2 separate regions of the Anas platyrhynchos genome follow, and region 1 is linked to region 2. Evidence: chromatin contacts called from public Hi-C data. All regions are on one chromosome and are shown on one strand. The core of a region is the stretch at or near the end of the contact, and the rest is flanking DNA. Distances in the headings are between cores, read along the strand shown.

The links. Hi-C and Micro-C count contacts between places; a contact is called where the count stands out from the background.
Region 1: a contact with region 2 is called in a Hi-C map of subcutaneous adipose tissue, with 2.7 times the contacts expected there. The contact joins the promoter of CALCRL here to the enhancer-like site in region 2. A contact is called at or near these places in 5 of 8 Hi-C or Micro-C datasets (F1 follicle, liver, skeletal muscle and 1 more).

Annotation. Positions count from the first base shown.
Region 1 is chr7:35,023,490-35,028,907 of IASCAAS_PekinDuck_T2T, reverse strand. CALCRL (calcitonin receptor like receptor) reads left to right here and starts at 1,835. Exons shown (of 13, transcript XM_038181881.2): 1 at 1,835-1,872. The coding sequence starts at 1,850. It overlaps TFPI (tissue factor pathway inhibitor), which reads left to right. Exons shown (of 11, transcript XM_038181885.2): 11 at 320-608. The coding sequence ends at 432.
Region 2 is chr7:34,815,810-34,821,029 of IASCAAS_PekinDuck_T2T, reverse strand. It overlaps LOC140002970 (a long non-coding RNA gene), which reads right to left. Exons shown (of 3, transcript XR_011810801.1): 3 at 4,756-5,083. Among named protein-coding and RNA genes, the nearest start is that of ZSWIM2, 5.3 kb to the right of the region's middle. Within about 2 kb of position 1,984, at least 1 of the 8 cell types and tissues checked has an H3K27ac peak or open chromatin away from gene starts, as enhancers often do. A contact at or near this core is called in subcutaneous adipose tissue, where this site is marked.

The sequences.
Region 1 (5,418 bases), core at 586-3,085, 210 kb before region 2:
ATGCACTCTATGGGCTGAAACGTTCTTGCAACTTTTGGTAGTAAGTATTGGCCTGATAAAATGTAATAGCTGAAAGTCTTAGCAAAGTGCAACTGGTAATCAGAAGAGAGAGCTAGAGAGAGAAGGATGGACGCTAAAATACTGTGTACAAGAGCAGACATCTTGACCTTGGTCAGGCAAATGAAGACTAGGTAAGACAAAATGTTCTTTTTTCTCTTTTTTTCAAGAATATTTCTTGAAAACAAGATGTCTCATTTCTGATTATCTTGGATGTGTTAGTCGTACAGCATCTTAACTTACTCTTTCATTTTACCTTCAGGATTCATTAAAAATAAAGGTGGAAGAAGAGTAATAAAAATTAAGAGGAAGAAAAAGAAACTGTCAGTAACGGCTTTGGAAGAGGAAAGCATCCCTGAAAGAATACAACTTTGATTTTATGGAAATGGGAAGTAAACTGCTCTTCACCTGTGAATGAAAGCCTCTAGTGTACCCAATTTAAATATATGTACTGTACTCATTATTTAGGTTGCATATTATTAAGCTGTTTATGTTTTTGTTATGTATGCCTCCTTTACATTAATAAACATTACTTTGTACTTTGGAAAAGAGCACTTAAAATGTAGTTTGACTATATCATTGCTAGAGATGAAACAGGACAGAACAGGTTATGTGGGCATAGAACTCATAACAACTAAAAAGTAGGCAAGATTCAAATTTACTTTATTTCCCCATTCTTTTCTGAAATCTATTTTGGTCCTAAAAAAGAAGAATAAGGCTTGTCAAAGAGCAATCACTTGTCAAGTATGATTATTTCAATCTTAGATTAAAAGATGAGTCTACTGATAAAAAGAGGAAATAGACAATGGATTTTATATGGATTTAAATTAATCGTATTTATTTTGGGATATGCAAGCTAGATGCAACTCCACTGAAATGCATAGAATTAGGCTTGTCAAATGAACGTGAATCAGAATTAACCCACCAAAAACATAAAGAGAATGTTCAAGTTGTAAATGTGTGACACAATGTGACAGAAATTTACAAAAAAAAAAAAATATATAAATATATTTGTTGGGTTCATCAATTTATCCTTGTTACTGAAGTAGATTCATGGCTTGCTATTTAATAATTTCTGGAAATATGTTTTCTTGGGGGGAAAAAAAGAAGGAACAAAACCCATTCATAGATGAAGAAATCAGTATAGTTGCTTTAGTGGTAACAGTACATTTCTTCTCTAGTTGACTTTGTTTGTTTATCTGGGGGGAGGGGGAGGTCTTTTGCTTCTGTTTGTTTTTGGTTTCTTGTCATTGTGGGTGGTTTTGTTTGCTTTAAGACTGACATGAAATAGTGGTTCAATTCTTGCCCTTCTCCCAGACACCTCTCTGATCTGGGTAGATCTTTTCTAACAAGATATTTTTCTTAAAGGAAAGAAAAAAGAAAAAAGTAGTTGGTTTCTTGTAAGGTTCACAGAAATGCCCTACTGCCTATGAAACAGAAGATAGGATACATTTTTCAAAAATATCCTTCTATATTCTTTGATGCTGAAAATCTTTTTTTTAATGTATGATGTTTTCTGTTTGTGCTTAAGACTACTGAGGATACTTACACTGCTGTTTGTGAGAAGCAATGTGAAAATACATATCTGAAGTAGATGTGAGGGGCTCAGACACTACAGCAAGGAACAACAACAATGACAAAATAATACATGATCTGTTGGGCTAACCTGCCTTTGCCTGAGCGCTACAATTACATGTGGTATCAGAAAGCCTCTGGGTTTTTTATATACCCAATGAACTTTGGACTAACTCCAGAAAAAGGCTAATCTTTACTGCTGAAAATTAAAGCATTTATGCATTCTAAATATCTGAGGGGGTAAGTAAAAGTTTTTTGTTTGTTTTAATGCTGAAATTCTTATTTCTGGTACCTAAATTATTTCATGATTCTCTTAATTTATGATCTACTAAGTGTGATTTGAAAAATGCTCGTGAATCTGAAGTATAGACCAAAAAATGCTTATGTAGAGTCTCATCATATGAAATGTAGGAGCACCACAGACTTAAACTGCAATAACTATAAGAATCAGACAAGTGCATTTCTGACAGAGGAAACCTATAAACTCCATTTAGACACTTAGACACTGCTAAAGACTTGCAGTGTTGGTTCTTCACAAAACTAATTTGGTGCAAGTGTCACTACCTACTACGTTCAATTCCAGCTTGATGCCTTCCAGTTCTAGTTCACTGTTTTTATTGACCTTACTCTCCATGTATCTTCTGTACTCCATAGGCTAGGAATCTAGTCCGTAGTTCTGAGATGCAGCACACAGTAGCAGAGCAGGAGGTTAAATACTTGGGCCAGCCAGCATTTGTCATTGCAGATAAGTGGAAAGCCTGTGGTTTAAACTGTTCCTAGGCCTTTCCACTTGAATTAGCACAGTACTGCACATTGCCTCCTAAAGCAGAAGCTGCTTAGGCACACTAGGTACAGGAGGTGGAAGCCTTACCAATGTGCTGAACACCCCATTAATGCCACAGTTACCCTGTTGCTGCATTGACTCTGGCATGTGTCTGCCTGGCTAAGAATGCAGGTAAATTCACAGGTGTCTGCACCTTTGCTTGCATGAACTTTATGATGAAGGCAGTAAATATATCTAATCTTCCACTCTTAGTCATTAAAATTTCCTGTGGACTGCTGGTATTACAATTTAAGTAATCACTAGATAGCATGATGTACTTAGGAGTGGAGACAGAACTGAATTTGGTGCGACTGCTTCTCCAGCAGCTTAGGGACTCAGTAAGGATATTGTACGTGTATGGTTTCAGATCAAAGCAAAAGAGAGAGTGCCAAGTACTGCTGGATAAGTATCACATTTACAAGAGCCTCCTCCTGTCACTGGTCTCTGACAGAGAGGCAGGGCTATCCTAAATACTGCATTAAAATCCTCTGACAAAGATATGTGATATTCCCTAGCATGATTTTGAGGTATTTGAGCATGATTTGCATTAAACTAAAACCTCTTTTAGAGCTTTCATGTGTAAGAGAACGAAACTTGTGTTTGCTTTTTTTAGCAGCAGGAGTTCAACATTCAGATAACTCCACTATTTATTTGAATTTGCATTATTGGCAGCATTTCTTCTTTATAGAGAAAGTGTTTTTTCTCAATATCAAGCCCATATAGAGATGGCTGGGCAGCACTTTTTCTCAGGAACTTTCCTGTGCCCAGCTTCAGTGGCTGTAACTGCACCTGTAAATCTCACATTTTTTTTAGGTGAGATGGGACTCTGAGCCTTGCGGGGAGTGTGGGGGGGGTTAGGAGTAAGGGGAAAGGGGGTTGCCCATAGTGTCTCTTAAAGCAGCCCACCAAAAAGACTAATGATTATTAGGGTTTGGTTTTATGAGATTATAACCTAGAACAATGATCTTTCTTAAAGAGAATATTCTGAATGAGACAGTAGATACGCTCCATCCTTGGAAGTGCTCAAGGCCAGGCTGGATGAGGCTTTAAGCAACCTGGTCTAGTGGAAGGTGTCCCTGCCCGTGGCAGGGGGGTTGAGCTAGATGGTCCCTTCCAACCCAAACCATTTTATGATTTAAGATATCAGTTCATATAAAAGAATCGATGCATTTGTTTCTATACATATTGCCATTTGTTTGTCCATAAATCATCCTTTCTGTCCCTGCAGAAACCTGGCTGTGTGGCTGCTTCCCAATTCTAAGTCTCCTGCTTGCTGAGCTCTCCTGCAGACTAACAGGTTCTCCTCGCTGAGCATGCTCTGTTGCTCTGTGCAGTCTTTTCTTCCAGAACCGCTATAGCTAGGAGAGGACTAACAGGTACTCCCCCATGCTCTCTTACCCCCTAGTTACACAGTAGTAAGAAACTTTGCATGCATTTATTTTTTAGTAATAGAGATTGAACTAATGATTATTTGGGAAAACTATTTTGTCATTGCTGAGACAGAAAAAAGCTACAAAGTTACAGCATCTCAACATAAATCAACTCTACTAACCAAGAAACCATTACGAAGAGATTTGTCTTTTAGACTTATTATGTAGAGTTCAGTCAAGGGAAAAAAAAAAAAAAAAAAAGCAAACAAACAAAAACTGGCATGTTATAGACAATAAAACAACACCACCATCAAACTGATTAGACTATAATCAGAAGTTTGGTGGAGGTACTGGGTTTGGCCACCATACCAGTTATCCATTTCAGTCTTTGTTATCTTGTTTTTGTATAGCTCTAAAATGCATTGAATTTGTTTTTCATGTAAAAAGGCCAAACTGAAGTGTGATCTGATTTGCATCTTTATTAACCCCACAAGAAATTCTTTTTGTATGCTTCTCATTCATTCGGTTCTCATCATTCTTGTGTCTTCAATAGCTGCAGAACAACCACATGCAAGAATATGAAAAAGATCTGTGCATTTCTCAAAGATAGTTCGAGGATGAATGGAGTAGGGGAATAATTGGGCAAAAGGAAAAGATAGGGAATTAGATGTCAGAATGGTGAAGACATTAGAATACAAAGCTATGCTAACAAGTTAGCAGTGACTATGTGCATTTCCAGTCAGCTAGAGTCCCTTCACCCAGTCGTTTCATTTCAGATTCTGCCCTCGTTGCTTTGGAGGCAATACACACACTGCCATGAAATTTCTCCCATGTTGTATGATGGGAGCCAACAAGCCAATGAAGCTACAGATTTGATGAATTTCCATGTACACGTATAACCTGGTGTGTGCCCTGGGTCCATTCTGGTGATGAAACAATATGTCTTTGAGAAATACTCTAAAGTCTTTTGACTCATCCTTTTTTCCACCTATTTTTTATGGGCATACCTTTTTTTTTTATTATTTAAACCTTTGTTACCTAAGTCCTATCCCTTCCTTTTATTTTCTTTCCATTTCCATTTAAACCAGAATTTCTCCTCACATCTCCAATTCAACTCCTTTTTCAAAATTGAGTTTGTGAGTCTTTATCCTTCTAGAATCTACCTTTGGAACATTTTCATGTGGATATAAGGGTGATGTTTCATCACTGCTCTCTTTTAGCAGTATCTGCTGAGAAAGAATCCTGGTTGGATGTATAGTACGGATATTAAGTGTTTAAATATGAACTCTAGTGTTTTATTCATGGGCAATATATGACCAAGGGTCAGAAGTTTCTCCAGTTTTGTTTAGCCCATGGTCTCTTTGAACCCATGGCACTGCCACCTTGGAATTCGCTCACCCAGGTTTTTTTCACGGGACTCTCATCATCCACCGCCTGTGCGAGAGGGGGGCAAGATGGCCTATCCCAGGGCAGCCTTGCGTCCGGAGGAGATGCTCGGAGGACGCGTTTAGATGCGGGTCCAGGGCAGGGAAGAGGAAAGGAGAGGCGAGGCGATGCGGGAGGCAGGGGCAGGCAGGAGCAGCCCGGCCGCTG
Region 2 (5,220 bases), core at 735-3,234:
CAGTTCACATCGTAATACTGTCCATAAAATTAAACAATGGAAAAATAATAGTAAAAAATAAGACCAGAAAGAAATATCCTAAATACCAAACAGCATTTATCAAACTCCTATTGAAAATCCCAAGGACTGACACAGGGGCCAAGACTGAATAAGGTCATCAGTGATAACCCAAAGGGCAGGACAAAGCACATCCTCAGTTAAGATTAAGGGATTGAAGCACCTGTCATATGAGTAGAGGCTGAGAAAGCTGGGACTGCACAAATAGATTTGAAGCTAAACAAATACCTGAGTGGGGACGGGAGGGAGACCTTGCCAGACTTTCCTTGGTGGTGTACACAAAAGGCAACAAGCACAGACTGAAATACAAGAAATTTAACCATAATTTAACCCATTTAACCATAAGATTATTTTTTTCTTTGAGAGTAGTCAAAAAGGTTTCCCAGAGAGACTGTAGACACTCCATCCTGAAAGATACTCAAAATCCAACTGGACAACCTCCTGGAGTCCACACTGCTTTGAGCAAGGGAGTTGCCATAGATGATCTTTGATGCTCCTTCCAACCTCAGCCACTCTCTGGTTCTGTGAAACTCACAAATGCACTGGTTCTGTGAAACTCTGCCTTATGCACTGTACACTTACCAAATATTTCAGCTGTTTTGATGATATTTATGCCATAGTGGGTGAGTACACCTATTTTAATGACAGCTTTATCACTTTCACAATATTAAGAAGAAAAACAAACAAACAAAAACACTTGAAATCCTTAAAGCTCAACTGGAAATTGGCAGCCAGCAATGTTTATATTGCCCTCTAATGCCCTTCCCAAAATGGATAATTAGGAAAATTCAGAGACATCAGATGTGTTTGGAAATCTTTTTTCTTCAGAGCATCTCCAATGCTTCCAATTTGCAGGTATATATAGTTAGGAGCTTCACTGTAGGTTACAGAGATAAGCAATTCAAACTTTTGAGGAGTACTGAATGACTGAAGTCTGCAGTAATGTTACAGACCATTATATCAATCCATGTGAAATTGTTCAAGCACTATCACTCATTTCTGGAGTAAAACAGTAGAGACTGACAGGATACTGATTATGTAGATATGTACAGAAGTGACTGAAGGGGAACAGCAATAGCTACTTGCCACTATGGACCATTTCTCATAGATGTTGAATGCAAAATCAAGCAAATACTGCTTATTACCTTTATTCTCCAGCCAAGGGCAGTGATCTAAGGGAATGTTTAAACCCAGTAGGCTTTAAGGACAGCCACTGACCCCAACTAGTGCTGTCCCTCAGGTTAAATGAAAAGTTTTACCATGGCCTCTAAGCTTCAGTTGCTGCAAAACTAGTTTCCTGTTCTTGGTATCCTCTGCTTGACAGACTGGCAGAATAAGAATTCAGAAGTTTAGTTTTAAAGTCCTGACATAGTCTTATCTACTAATCCATCCTGTTTTCACAAGACTTTGATATCTGCTTACTTTGCAGATAGGATTCCAAAGTGCCAGCACACAGGCACTGGGTGCTGTATCTGTACTTCTGGATGGCTAGAGCTGAAGTGCTGGTTTCACATTTAAATTAATCTAGAGATCTCAGTAGATAACATGGCCCTTTTAAGGCCCTTCTGAAAGTGTAGTAAGCTCTAAGTGTCTCTACTGGAAGTGTGAAAACAAAGATATAACAAGTAGAGAGAGTGATGGGACATTGCAGTAGGACAGTTCACTGAGGAAGTACTACACTCACTTTATTCCCCATTCCTCACTTATTTCATGAAGGTGTGAGCAGTAGACCTAGCTCTACTTCTGTAGCCCTCTCTTCCCACAGATATCCTTTGTAGCATGTTATTTGTGGTGCAGCCTACAACTTCCAGGTAGCAGCTCTCCATTGCAGCAGAGCCTCAGCTAACTGGTCCTTGGAGACGGGAGTTGGAACTCAGTGTGCCTGCCCTGATTTGTTCTGTGCTGAGCAAAGGCCAGAGGATGGGAACTCACATAATGTGTTGGGAAGACTTTCCTGAAGCAGTAAACAATGTACCGGAAGCAGAAGACAAGCTGCGAATGGATCCAAATTTAGCACTAACAAACAGTTCCAAAATACTGCTTATCAGTGATAAAAATATAAAGCTCCTATTAAGCTGATTTCATATTCCAAAGTTACAGAGGAATGGAAAACTCACTTTTACAAATACTAAAATGATGCCTATTAAGCTGATTTCATATTCCAAAGTTACAGAGGAATGGAAAACTCACTTTTACAAATACTAAAATGATGCCAACACTGACAGTATTACATGATATGAGCTTGCTGACATATTGTGTACCATTTTCATCTTCATAACAGCACACTGTATGTTAAATAAGAGAAATCTAGAACATTTTTTTAGGCAAATAGCATCCTCTTTGTTAAGTGGCAACATCAAATTTTATCTGTTAAAATGAATTTTGTGTTCAGTTCCTTATCAATTAATCCCATTACAGCTTTGCTTTTCACTGAATAACTATTCTTTTAACATTATGCCCCAACTCAGGATATGCCTCCTGTAAAAGGGTATATAATACTACTTTGGCAGTAATATTATAAAACTAATCAACAATAAGTAACCATGTTACCCTGATACTGAACCATACAGTATTGTTGGATTATAATATTATTAGCCAGATTCTACCTTAGCAGAGCTCCATCAGCTTTTAACTAACCTTATGTTCTTCCTGTATTTGTACTTTGTTGAACACAAGCAGGCTCACAGCTTCCTGTGTGATGGTGATAACATATGTCTGACTTTGTTGTTGGCAGCTGGACTGAAGAGGAAGACAATGCCCTTTGACCTGTGAAAAGTGGTATAAAGCTTATCAGATCCTCTCCAGATATCACTGAAGGAAATGGGCTGGAAGAGCTGTCCCCACATAGGAAATATATATAAAAACCTGTCAGTGCTAATTTTTTGGTAATGCCATAAAAAATGTACTTTTGCAAAAAAAAATAAAAATAAAAAAGCTGCTGGACAATGTCATTTGTGCAAACTGATCTGAAGTAAAAGTGGAGAGGAAACATTATATCCCACACATTAAAATTAGGTTCACATTACTTGAAATGACTCAGTTAGTAGTATCAAGACTACTTCACTTTCCAGTGCCAAAATAAATTTTTCATAGTCATTATTTCTCTGCTCCAATTCTGAAATAGACCTTTAAAGGTCACATATTGTATCAAACATTATACACAACTTTTCCCACTAAACAGTTCATTCAGGGGTTTTGTTTATCTTCAAGGCCTTCTAAATTAACTGTAGTAAAGTACAATTATAACCAAATTCTTCCTTCTGAGGTACTCAGTCTGCAGATCTGACAGCACCAGTTAAACAGTCATTTTTCAATATTTCCACTGACATAACAGGGAACATTTCTAGTCATTTCAACGTGGGTTGGATGCAAGAAGAAAATAAGTAAATAAATAAATCTCATCCTTCATCCCCATGTTAGGTAACCACAAGAAAAACAAAACAAAAATAAAACAAACTCTGCAGTTGTCAGATGAGGTCTCAGCAACTTTAGCACAAAATTTTTCATGGATATAATTTCAATTTGCATTGGCTTTGTTACATTTACACCACCATTAATATCCAGCAGCATGTAATAAAGCTTTGTGTTCCGTGCTCAGCACCCTAATCCTATTAAACAATGGTACATTAAGAATAGTTAAATCATTTGGTAGTCAGGAAATCACACTGGGTATCATACCAATGGTGTCAATATTTAAGAATGTAAGTAAGAGTAAATATTATTCCCATAGTACTTAAAAAAAGAGAGATTGTTGGCAAGCTGAACATGCAATGTTCCACTGCTAATCTGTCTCAGTTTATCAAGGCTGTGCTCCATTCCAGTATCTGTCAGAAACAAGCTTCATATTTCTGGTGGAGAGGAAGAGGGGAAGTAGGTTTTTCTGATTTGTGTCCCCCTCCCCTTCCCCTTATATTCATAGTTTCTGATATTTCTGCTATTATGTGGAAAGAATGCAGCTAGCTGATCTGCCAGATATTGGTGCTTATGTTGGTTTACCCAGAATCTACTCTTTGGTGCCAGGAGATCACTGAAATCAGTGTTCTATTGAAAAAATCATTGCCTATGGTAATTAGGGAAGTAGAAACTAGCTGATCAGTACTCCACTGGGTCATTACCAGTATATATTGAGAGAACTGAATAAACGCATCACTGACAATATTTAGTGAGATAACTTAATATAGAATGAGGTAACTGAACTCCCCCTTCCTATGAGGGAGAGTCATTCTAAATAGACAAGGGAAGGAAGGGAAGAGAAGAAAGGAAATGTTAATGATAGAAAACTGAGGCACAAAGAGGTTTTGCTCAGTGTCACTCAGGAAATGTTCAAAAGAGCCAGGATTGTTAGATTCTCTTCAGTTGTGGTCTACCATTAAGCCACAAGGTCACCCTACTTTTTGAGTCTTAGAATAGTTAGTTTTGTTTTGTTTTGTTTTGCTTTACCACTAATTTAATATCTCTGACAGGAAACATCTGATTTCAGGATTTGCAGGACAGTTCACACATCTAATAACTCTCTTTGATTCCCAGAATCTTTGATCCCTTTTTTTCCATCAAGTTTTCATTCCTTCTGTTGCTGTTGTTGTTGTTGCTGTTGTTGTTTTGGTTTGGTTTTGGTGTTGTTTTTAAGCAAAGAGCTTTTTTTTGAATAAAATTTCTTTCTGTCTTGCTTCACCGTATTTAGAGGTTCCTGGGATACAGCGATTGTAATACATACTTCGGAAATAGATACAATTCATTCTTAGCCAAGGTAGGTAGTGGGATCATCTGTCACACAGGAAAAGAAATATCCATCTTGTGAATTTTATGGGCCTAAGCACAAGGTAGGCGTGCATTTATTGAAGAGAACCAAGGCATATAAAAGTGAATACCTAACCCCTAGGCAGGCACAAAAACACTGTTCTCTTCAGAAATGAGAATGTCAGTACTTCACAGGGTGTTTCAGTGGAATGGAAGGGGAGTGGTGGAGGCATTCTCCATTCTTTGTGTCCAAGTGCTGCAAGTAGATGAAAAAGATGACAAAAATCTCCTTGGAAAAGAAAAACAAAAACAAAACAAAAAAAAAAAAAAAAAACAACAACAACAAAAAAAAACATTTAATTTGCGGTTAGGATGCTTACCTTAAATAAGAAATGTGTAAGGTCACATATCTTTCTTCCACTTATT